Linked DNA regions of Mus musculus: regions 1 and 2 are each linked to region 3. The links are chromatin contacts, called in public Hi-C and Micro-C maps. All regions are on one chromosome and are shown on one strand. The core of a region is the stretch at or near the end of the contact, and the rest is flanking DNA. Distances in the headings are between cores, read along the strand shown.

Region 1 (2,700 bases), core at 33-2,532, 390 kb before region 3:
ACTCCAGGAAACGGCTTGCCGAACACAGAGATGGTTTCTCTAAGTCTTGGGCATTGGCAGCATGGTGCCTTCCCACCTCACCCCACCCACTTTTGACAAACCCCTCTCCATCCAGGCTCCTGCATTGCTCCCATGGGGACAATGATCAGCTATCTAACAGTACCACTCTGGGCCCTGGCCAAAGCCCCTTGGACAGACATATTTCTTGCTCCTGCACACAGGTAGCCCTTTCCTGTGGCCCAGGGATCCCAGAAACTCTACTCACCTCAGTTTATACTAACATTCAAATGTGACTTTCCCCCTACAATGATCTGTAGAGTTGTGGGGGCTTTCTGTTTTCCTCTCAGGCAGGCCCAGTGAGCACAGGTAGCCCCCGGCCAGTGACACTGGGCCCTTTAACATCTTCCTTTGCCTGAACTACTGGTTATAGCAGTGAGAACTCTGTGACTGGTCCCTATTGTCTACACACACTCTAGGGAGAAAGTCTGCCAGGAGGCCTCTGAAATAAAGGAAGACACCTGAGGGCTTTGGTTTCGGGGACTAGAGGAGCTCTTGGTTGATAGTCACTCTGACCTCCAGGACACTAGGTGGCCAGGCCAAAGCCTGGAAAGTTCAGTACTTTAGGAGAGGGATGTGTGTGTGTGTGTGTGTGTATGTGTGTGTGTGTGTGTGTGTGTGTGTGTAGTCTTTAAGAATGGCTCTCTGTGAACCATGTGTCCCATATAGTGAAGTCCTCTCTCCTTGAATCTAGAGTGGCCTGGAACTTTGGATGCATCTGGATTGACATAGTGATGGAGCAGATCTGGGGCCCTGAACAGCTGTTGTGAAATGTGTGCAGCAACATGGCCTTTGTGAAGAACAGAGACAGGAAGTCGCACTTTCTCTCAAACAGGGTCAGGTCAGCCTCTGTGTGGCTAGTGCTCTTCCCGGGGCCTTCCTTCACCAGCCTTTTCTCTTCAGATTTGTCTTCTATTCTCCCCTTCTGTACGCTTCAGTGGGGGCCCTGGCTCCCCAGACTTGGGAAGGGGGTGAGTTTGTTGCTAACCCCGGCCAAACAGACTCCCGCTCAGCTGACCTACCCCGGTGATCCCCTCTGATTTCCACCCGTTGGAGGCTTCATATACTACGAAGCCCTCTCCACCCTACTCAGTTCGCTTCCCCTTTATGCTGGCTTGGGGACTTGTCTGAAAGCGCCTCCCTCGCGCGCAGCACTCCCGCAGGTGCTACCTGGACTCTGTGGCCCGCCCTCCGCCCCGCCCCCCGGCCCGCCCCGCGTGTGAACTGGGCATGCCCAGAAGTGCGTAGACGCGCCCGCCGGCTTCGATCCGCGGAAGAATCTGCTCTGCGCCACCATGGAGCGCATCGACGGGGTGGCCGTGGGCCTCTGTGCCCATTCGCCCTACCTGCGGCCTTTCACGCTGCACTACCGCCAGGTGATCCGCCCCACTCGCGTGTCTCCGCGCTCTCCCCCCGCCCCCCGCGTTGCGGCCCCGGCCCCGCCCCCCGAGCTCACGACTCCGCCCTGAGCGGATTCTCAGAGCTTGAGCTCCGCCCTCCTGCAGTCCTGACGGCCAGTCGGTCAACCCGGAATGGCCAAGGAAGGACATGCAAAGAGAATCGCTCTTTCCTGAGGAAGATTTGACTGGCCCTCCATTTCTGACCGCCCATCGATACTTTTATGCAGTTAGACCCATTGATTACTCTGGGTATCAGGGCAGGAAAACTCTTGGATCAGGGCAGGAAGAACTCTTGGGGAACCCCACAATTGCAGATACCCTCCTTGCGCCTTCTTTCTAGCTCCTCCTTCAAGCCTTAACAGAAAGTCTGCTGTCACGAAGAAACCTCTTCAACTCAGTCTTTCGCAGCTCCCAGGTGTCTGTCTCCCAGAACAACAGGGCCATACATAGCTATCTCACATGACACCGTTGGGCACCTAGTAGGCACACAGAAAACATTTGTTGAACCTACTTGCTGCCTCTTCTCTTTCGTCTTACCCCATGGTCTTCCTTCTCCTCTACCCTGCATGGCCCTGTCTAGTAGGCCCCTGGCACGTTGCCCATTTCCATTCTCTATGCTGTCTGATACACAATTTTCCTGACCTGATCAATGTAGCCCTGACTGGGTTTCAGCTTAGATCAGACCGCCCAGGGCTTGGCGTTTGCCCAGCTCTCCCACTCCATTTCTCTCACCAGTGTTGTGGCCTCCAGCCTGCAAATTCCCTTGCCTCTGGTGTGTCTGCTGTGTGGAGGTCCTTTCCACCTACCCACTAGGCTAGGGAATTCTTCTCCCAGAGTGCAGTGAGGTAATACAGGCTTGAGGGAGCAACTGGGTTCAGTTGAGGAACAAAGGGTAGAGACACGGGGTGTGTGTGGGGGATCACACTTCTTTTCCCTTTCCTCGGCTGGTGACATGGGGTAGCCATGTGGCTCTTTCATACCCAGGACCTGGGGTTCTGGTGGGCTGTGGACGGTCCAGGCTGGTTCGTTCGCCCTCACTTCCTGGGAAGTGCTGTGGGGTGGCTTTACAGCTTTGGCTGGCATCCCACCAGCACATTTCCGCTGATGGCATTGGTAACCAGAGCTCAGTTGAGCAGGCAGCGGCCCGCCATAGCCATAGTCATAGCTGGGAGGGGGGTGGGGGTTGGGGTGGAGGGTAGGCAGCATTTCCTCGGGAACTGAAGGATACTGGGCTGGGCTGGGT
Region 2 (2,700 bases), core at 159-2,658, 310 kb after region 3:
ATGGATTTCCCACACACTCGCGTTCACAACCCCAAAGATGGCTCTTACGTTGTTAGAGGAGTCTCTGTCACCACATCCTTTGCTGCCTCCCTCATCCCTACACTCCATCGTCCTCACTGTCCGTCCTCAAGTGTTTTTCCCATGGTGACCTAGCACCCAGCGTGGTGGCGCACGCCTTTAATCCCAGTAGCAGGGAGGCAGAGGCAGGCGGATTTCTGAGTTCAAGGCCAGCCTGGTCTACAAAGTGAGTTCCAGGACAGCCAGGGCTACACAGAGAAACCCTGTCTCGGGGGAAAAACAAAAAACAAAAAAACAAACAAACAAACAAAAAACACAAGGAACTCTCAGGCAGCTTTCTACAAGGCTGTCAGATCTCAGCCTCCCTTAAAACACTGGCCCGAGGGGGCCCTGCATCCCAGGTGACAGCCCAGACTCTAGGACACAGCAGGGCTGGAGTAGCTGCTCTTCAGCACTGTCTGTGTCCTGTGAGGGGGGCCTTCCACTCCAATGTCACATTGAATGCCAAGAGCTTGGGACCCCAGAGGCCAGGTCACCTGCTGCATCCAGAGGTCACAGTGTCAAATGTGAAGGGGCCTCTGGGGTGGAGCAGGAGAGCCCACAGCTGAGGAGCTGGCCTGAATTGGCAAAAACCTGCAGAGGCAGCTGGGGCTGGTGGCTGAGAAGTGGCCCAGGAGACATAGCCTGGGGTTCTGAAGACATTCTGTCCAACGGCTCACCCGAGACATTTTCAGGACAGAAACACTGGGCTCAGAGATATTCTCTCTCACTACAGTGCTGCAGTGCGAGCCAGAGTCTGTTGCATGCAAGGCAAGCACTCCCGTTGGGCTACACTCTCTGCAGAAGACATCTTTTCCCAATTTACAACCACTGGTAGGGGCAGAGCTGGGGTGTGTGCAGGTGGGTGACTCTGAACACCACCTTAAGCAGGTTTGCACCAAGCCCCTCCTGAACCCAAGGTGGGAGGAGCCACAGAGCTGGGGATTTGTTTTGTATGGGAGACTTAAGCCTTACCAGTCCCACATCAGATGTACTGTGCTCCCACCCACCTGCCTCTCTGTTGCTGTGGAATGGCAGGTGGAGCTGGTGGCCAGCCCAGCCCAGCCAGGAACAATAGCTGTATGAGCCAGCCACTGACAGAGCATCTGAGCACGGTCCAGCAGGGGCAGCATCTACACCACTACTCCTGGAACTGCAGAAAAAGCCCTGGGCAGTCACAGAGCCTAGGACTGGCTCCCAAAGGACCTTCTGGCTTGGACACTTTTTTCCAGAGCTGGAATTATGTCTTCAGGGTACCCACTATTTGCATCATCAAGCAGAACCATTATAGTCAACCCAGAGCTAATCAGAGGCACGCTGGCACCCTCCCTTCCCTGACTGGGCTCAGCTTCTTAGGGGCAGCCAACAGGCCAGACAAAGGGCTGTCTGCAAATTGAGGTCAGGACCAGCCTGGGAGACAGGCCTGCTGTGAGGGCGATAATTGAGCCCACTCTAAGGTGTTGGGGTTGGGGGGAGCATTAATTGGAGAAAGACTGAGAAGAAAGGAGGGGGTGGCTGCGGGGGGGGGGCACAAGGGGACACAAGGGGGGTAAGGGGAGGGGGCGGCAGCTGGGAATGCAGTGAACAAAGGGTTAACTAAGGAGCCTGGATACCAGGTCAATTCTGAGAGTGACTTGGAGAGACATGGCCCGCCCAGACAGTCCAGTCACACTGCTGATAGCCTCTCTCTGGCCAGGTCCCAGGTCAGACGATGAAGTCTGGAGTACTCTGGACCACAGGCTCTTGAGTCCATCAGAGGATTAGCCCAGAGGCCTTGGGGAGCACTGTAAGTGTGTGGGTGGTGAGTGCACCGGCTGACCAAGGTTAGACCAGTCCTCAGGACCCCAGAGGGAGCCCTCTGTCCACACCCCCTCCCCTCCCCCACAGCACTCGCATCCCCCTCATACAGAATTCCAGCCTGACCCCACAATCTCTCCTCTTCCACACAGTTACCTCCAGAACCCTCAGCCATCCTCCCTTAAAGGCTACCCTACACCACTGTGGGACCACACAGGACCCAGGAGACCGCCATGCCAATTATGGAGGGTTTAGGGAGAGAGTGATTACTCCAATATCAACCTTGGTCACCGCCTGCCTGCAGACTCTAACGGTCCTGGCCTCCCCACAGGCTCTGACCATGTCTAACCTCCTTCTGCTACCACAGACCCTGTTCTCCTGGTCCTTCCATCCCGCTGGGAGGCTCTACCCACTAAACCCATAACCACAGTCTCCTCCATGGAAAGTCAAGTGAGCCACACCCAACTCCACCTCTGCCCTGCTGGTCATCAGGTCTGGGAGATCCCTTCCCATCTCTGAGCCTCAGTTTATCCTTTGAACGTTCAGATAGCGGTTCTTCCATTGGGGTCCTATGAGATGCCAGACAGGTATGACAAAGAGCTTGTCTCACTTCAGGGGCCTCCAGCTCTCCATCCCTCCCCTAAAGCTGCCCACTTAGGGTGGGAGCCCCGAGGAGCAGGCCCCATGGTTAGCAGAGCATTAGGCTGGCCTAGGCTGGCCTCCAACTCTCCAGTAAGCCTCACCTCCAGTCTCTTGCCCCTCCAGGGGGAGCTCCTATGAACACAAACCCCTAGGACTAAGCTGAGCACATGGGTGATTTGTCCTTGCTTAGGAGAGAAAGTAGCT
Region 3 (2,700 bases), core at 116-2,615:
CCTGGAGGCTCAGAACTGTCTCTTGGGTGAACTGGGGCCCTGCAAGTACTCTTTATACCCAAGTATAGGGTCCTTTCTCCTGAGCTATGCCTGGTCACCCAAATCAGGTCGGGACATCCCTGGTCCTGACTCATATTAGTCTCTTCAATCCCCGATGGTACTCAGAGACCCTCTACCCCTCAAGTCACAAAGCCCCTGGTTCCCATGTCCATATTGGGACTTCACAGTGAGTACCTCTGAGGAAAACACCCACTGAGGTCACTTCCTTGCTGGTTTCTACCTAGGCCAGGGAGGAAGGAGCAGAGAGCTTAACGAGCAGCCAGAAGCTTAACCAGTGGCTGGAGGGAGGTCTGGTTAGTTCCAGCCAAGTTCTCAGGGCAAGATTGACCATTCTCTGAGTGGGGCCCTCCTTCCCACAGCTGGAGCTGACACAGCCGAGAGCTGCAAGCTGGGCTGAGGACTCAGCCTGGTCAGACGGTAGCCATCAAGGAGTGACCTTATCGATGCTACAACAAATGGAACCCAGAGCCTCCTGGATGATGTCCTGAACTTGGGGAACAGGAAGGAGTGTCCTGTATTTGGAGCACCAGATCTATGCAGGCACCTTGAGGATTCCTAGCCACTCAGACAGCTCACTTTTCTGAGTCAGCCACCAACAGTCCCGCCCAGCAGATGGGCAGATTGAAGCCCGGGGAGGTGACCTGGGCCCTGCCTGAAGCTCCAGTCTCTCTGAACGTCAGGGAAAGGAGCCTGTTCTGCTCAAGGCCCCCAGTACCAGCATCTACTGTCTACTGAGCTCACAACACCTGCAAGGCCCAGCCTCACCCACAGCAGCTGGGCACACAGCTCCTACATGGCCTTGCTCCTACCGGGTTTGCTTTGGGTGTGACCAGTGTTAGGGGAGGGCTGTGGACCCTGAAGCTCCCTCACTTTTTTTTTTCTTCTTGTTGCTAGGGATGGAACCTGTTGCTTTGTGGATTCTTGGTAACTACGTTGTTATTGAGCTACCCCTGGCTTTCTCACTTCCCTTTCAGACAGTGGTCATCATTTGGAGCAGGGACACAGGCTCATCGTGTTCAGGAGGAGGAGCCTGGGTTCAGCGCCCCCTCATCCTGGGTCCTTTTTACAGACTTGGGTTCCAGCCTGACTAAGGAAAATATCACCAGGGCAGAATTTCCTGGTATCCTGACGCCACCCGGTACCCAGATCCAGCGGTTTTGCTACAGCGTAGAGCAGATGAGACTAACCAGGAGGAGAATTCTGGTGTAGGCACTCCAGCAGATTGGGTTGGGTAGACAAGAAAGAGGGGTGCCCTCGCTGCCCTTGTGCTTTTGGTGGCACAGCGCTCTCTGGTGGCGATATGTGGTATCACTCTCCTTTGTTGGCGACCACTAGGTGGCGGTTTTCAAGGCCTAAGGCTGACTTGAGCTGTCTAGATTTTCCTCTTCTATCTTCCCCTCTGACTCTTGCACCGGGATTCCCACCTGCAGTGTAACCTCTGACAGTGCACCGGGGGCTGGGGGGTGAGGAGCGGGGAGGGATAAAACAAAGCCCTCTGCAGACAGAAGCAGAGGCTTCAGTGGCCCACAGCCTTGCCTGTCAGCTGACCACTTCCATTCTTTCTGATAATGGAGCTCTGTGTGTTTGGGAATCGCTGTGACAAAGCTCCCTTTGTCTCCGTGGACTTGTTTGTAAGAACAAAGTTGCTTAGTGTTCACACCATTTAAACACAAAAGTGGGCTCATAATTGGGACAGAGTCTCTCCCAACCATAGCACACGCACGCACACATCTCAAGCATAAAGTTTATCAAATTAGTACAAAATTCTGCGGCAAAAGCTGAGTAGAGATGCAAAGCGAAGCGGGACCCCAGTTTGCTGCTGTGCTGCCCACGTGCTCCCCTTTCGTGACAAGAACTCAAGAGAAACAGTTTAACCGGACTTGATCTCAACGTCAGAGGTTTCAACTCGGGGTCTCCAGCCCTACTGTTTTTATGCCTCTCTGTGGAGAGGCAGAACACAAAGCAGGAAGGGTGCCGTGGGAGAAAGCCACTCCCATCATGGCACCCAGGAAGCAGAGAGACAGGAAGGAGCCAGGGTCAGGAGAGACCTTAAGGGCAAGCCTTCATGGCAACCCCTTTCTTCTGACCATGCCCCACCCTTCCACAATCCAACTCTTCCCAACAGACAAGTAACAATTTGAGTCCCTCGATGGATCAAGCCACAGATTTCCCCTAACATCTGGTTCTCTCTGCAAACACCCTCACAGGCAGACCAGGGGTGTGTTTTACTAATACAGATGTCTTTTTTATCGGAAGTTTTAATCCCAGCACTCTGGAGGAAGAGGCAGGGAGATTTTTGTGTGAGTTTGAGGGTCTATGTAGTGAAGTTTCAGTTCACCTAGGGTAACAGGAAGAGATCCTGTCTGAAAATCTGGGGGAAGGGAATGAGCAGGGGGAAGGAGAGGGAGGGAGGGGGAGAGAAGACAGAATGGAATGGAACCATCTGTGGTTTGCTTACTGGGATAGGCATGGAGGGGTGGGTGGCAGATGTCCTCTGCAACTTGACTTGAAAGGTATTGCAAAGCAAGATGGCTCTGGGGCGGGTTGCTTGTGGGCAGGGCAGATGGGGCAGATCCAGGTCACTGGTGTTTATAAGAGAAGGTGGGTAGGCATATCCACTGTGCAAGTCTTTCAACTTCG

Evidence for each region. Hi-C and Micro-C count contacts between places; a contact is called where the count stands out from the background.
Region 1: a Micro-C map of the G1E-ER4 cell line shows a contact between it and region 3, with 1.9 times the contacts expected there. The contact joins the promoter of Nudt14 here to the enhancer-like site in region 3. A contact is called at or near these places in 1 of 39 promoter capture datasets (neutrophils) and 1 of 484 Hi-C or Micro-C datasets (the G1E-ER4 cell line).
Region 2: a Hi-C map of stem cell-derived motor neurons shows a contact between it and region 3, with 3 times the contacts expected there. The contact joins two enhancer-like sites. A contact is called at or near these places in 1 of 15 datasets of contacts at CTCF or cohesin (embryonic stem cells), 2 of 484 Hi-C or Micro-C datasets (Sertoli cells and stem cell-derived motor neurons), 2 of 115 datasets of contacts at active chromatin or transcription factors (embryonic basal ganglia and embryonic stem cells) and 1 of 9 other capture datasets (embryonic stem cells).

What each region holds. Positions count from the first base shown.
Region 1 is chr12:112,940,724-112,943,423 of GRCm38.p6, reverse strand. It overlaps Nudt14 (nudix (nucleoside diphosphate linked moiety X)-type motif 14), which reads left to right and starts at 1,282. Exons shown (of 5, transcript NM_025399.4): 1 at 1,282-1,433. The coding sequence starts at 1,353.
Region 2 is chr12:112,240,544-112,243,243 of GRCm38.p6, reverse strand. The region is part of intron 1 of Gm36894 (a long non-coding RNA gene); the gene reads right to left. Among named protein-coding and RNA genes, the nearest start is that of Gm36894, 23 kb to the right of the region's middle. Within about 2 kb of position 1,408, at least 29 of the 459 cell types and tissues checked have an H3K27ac peak or open chromatin away from gene starts, as enhancers often do. A contact at or near this core is called in stem cell-derived motor neurons, where this site is marked.
Region 3 is chr12:112,550,871-112,553,570 of GRCm38.p6, reverse strand. No RefSeq gene overlaps it. Among named protein-coding and RNA genes, the nearest start is that of Gm40584, 17 kb to the right of the region's middle. Within about 2 kb of position 1,365, at least 76 of the 459 cell types and tissues checked have an H3K27ac peak or open chromatin away from gene starts, as enhancers often do. A contact at or near this core is called in the G1E-ER4 cell line and stem cell-derived motor neurons, where this site is marked.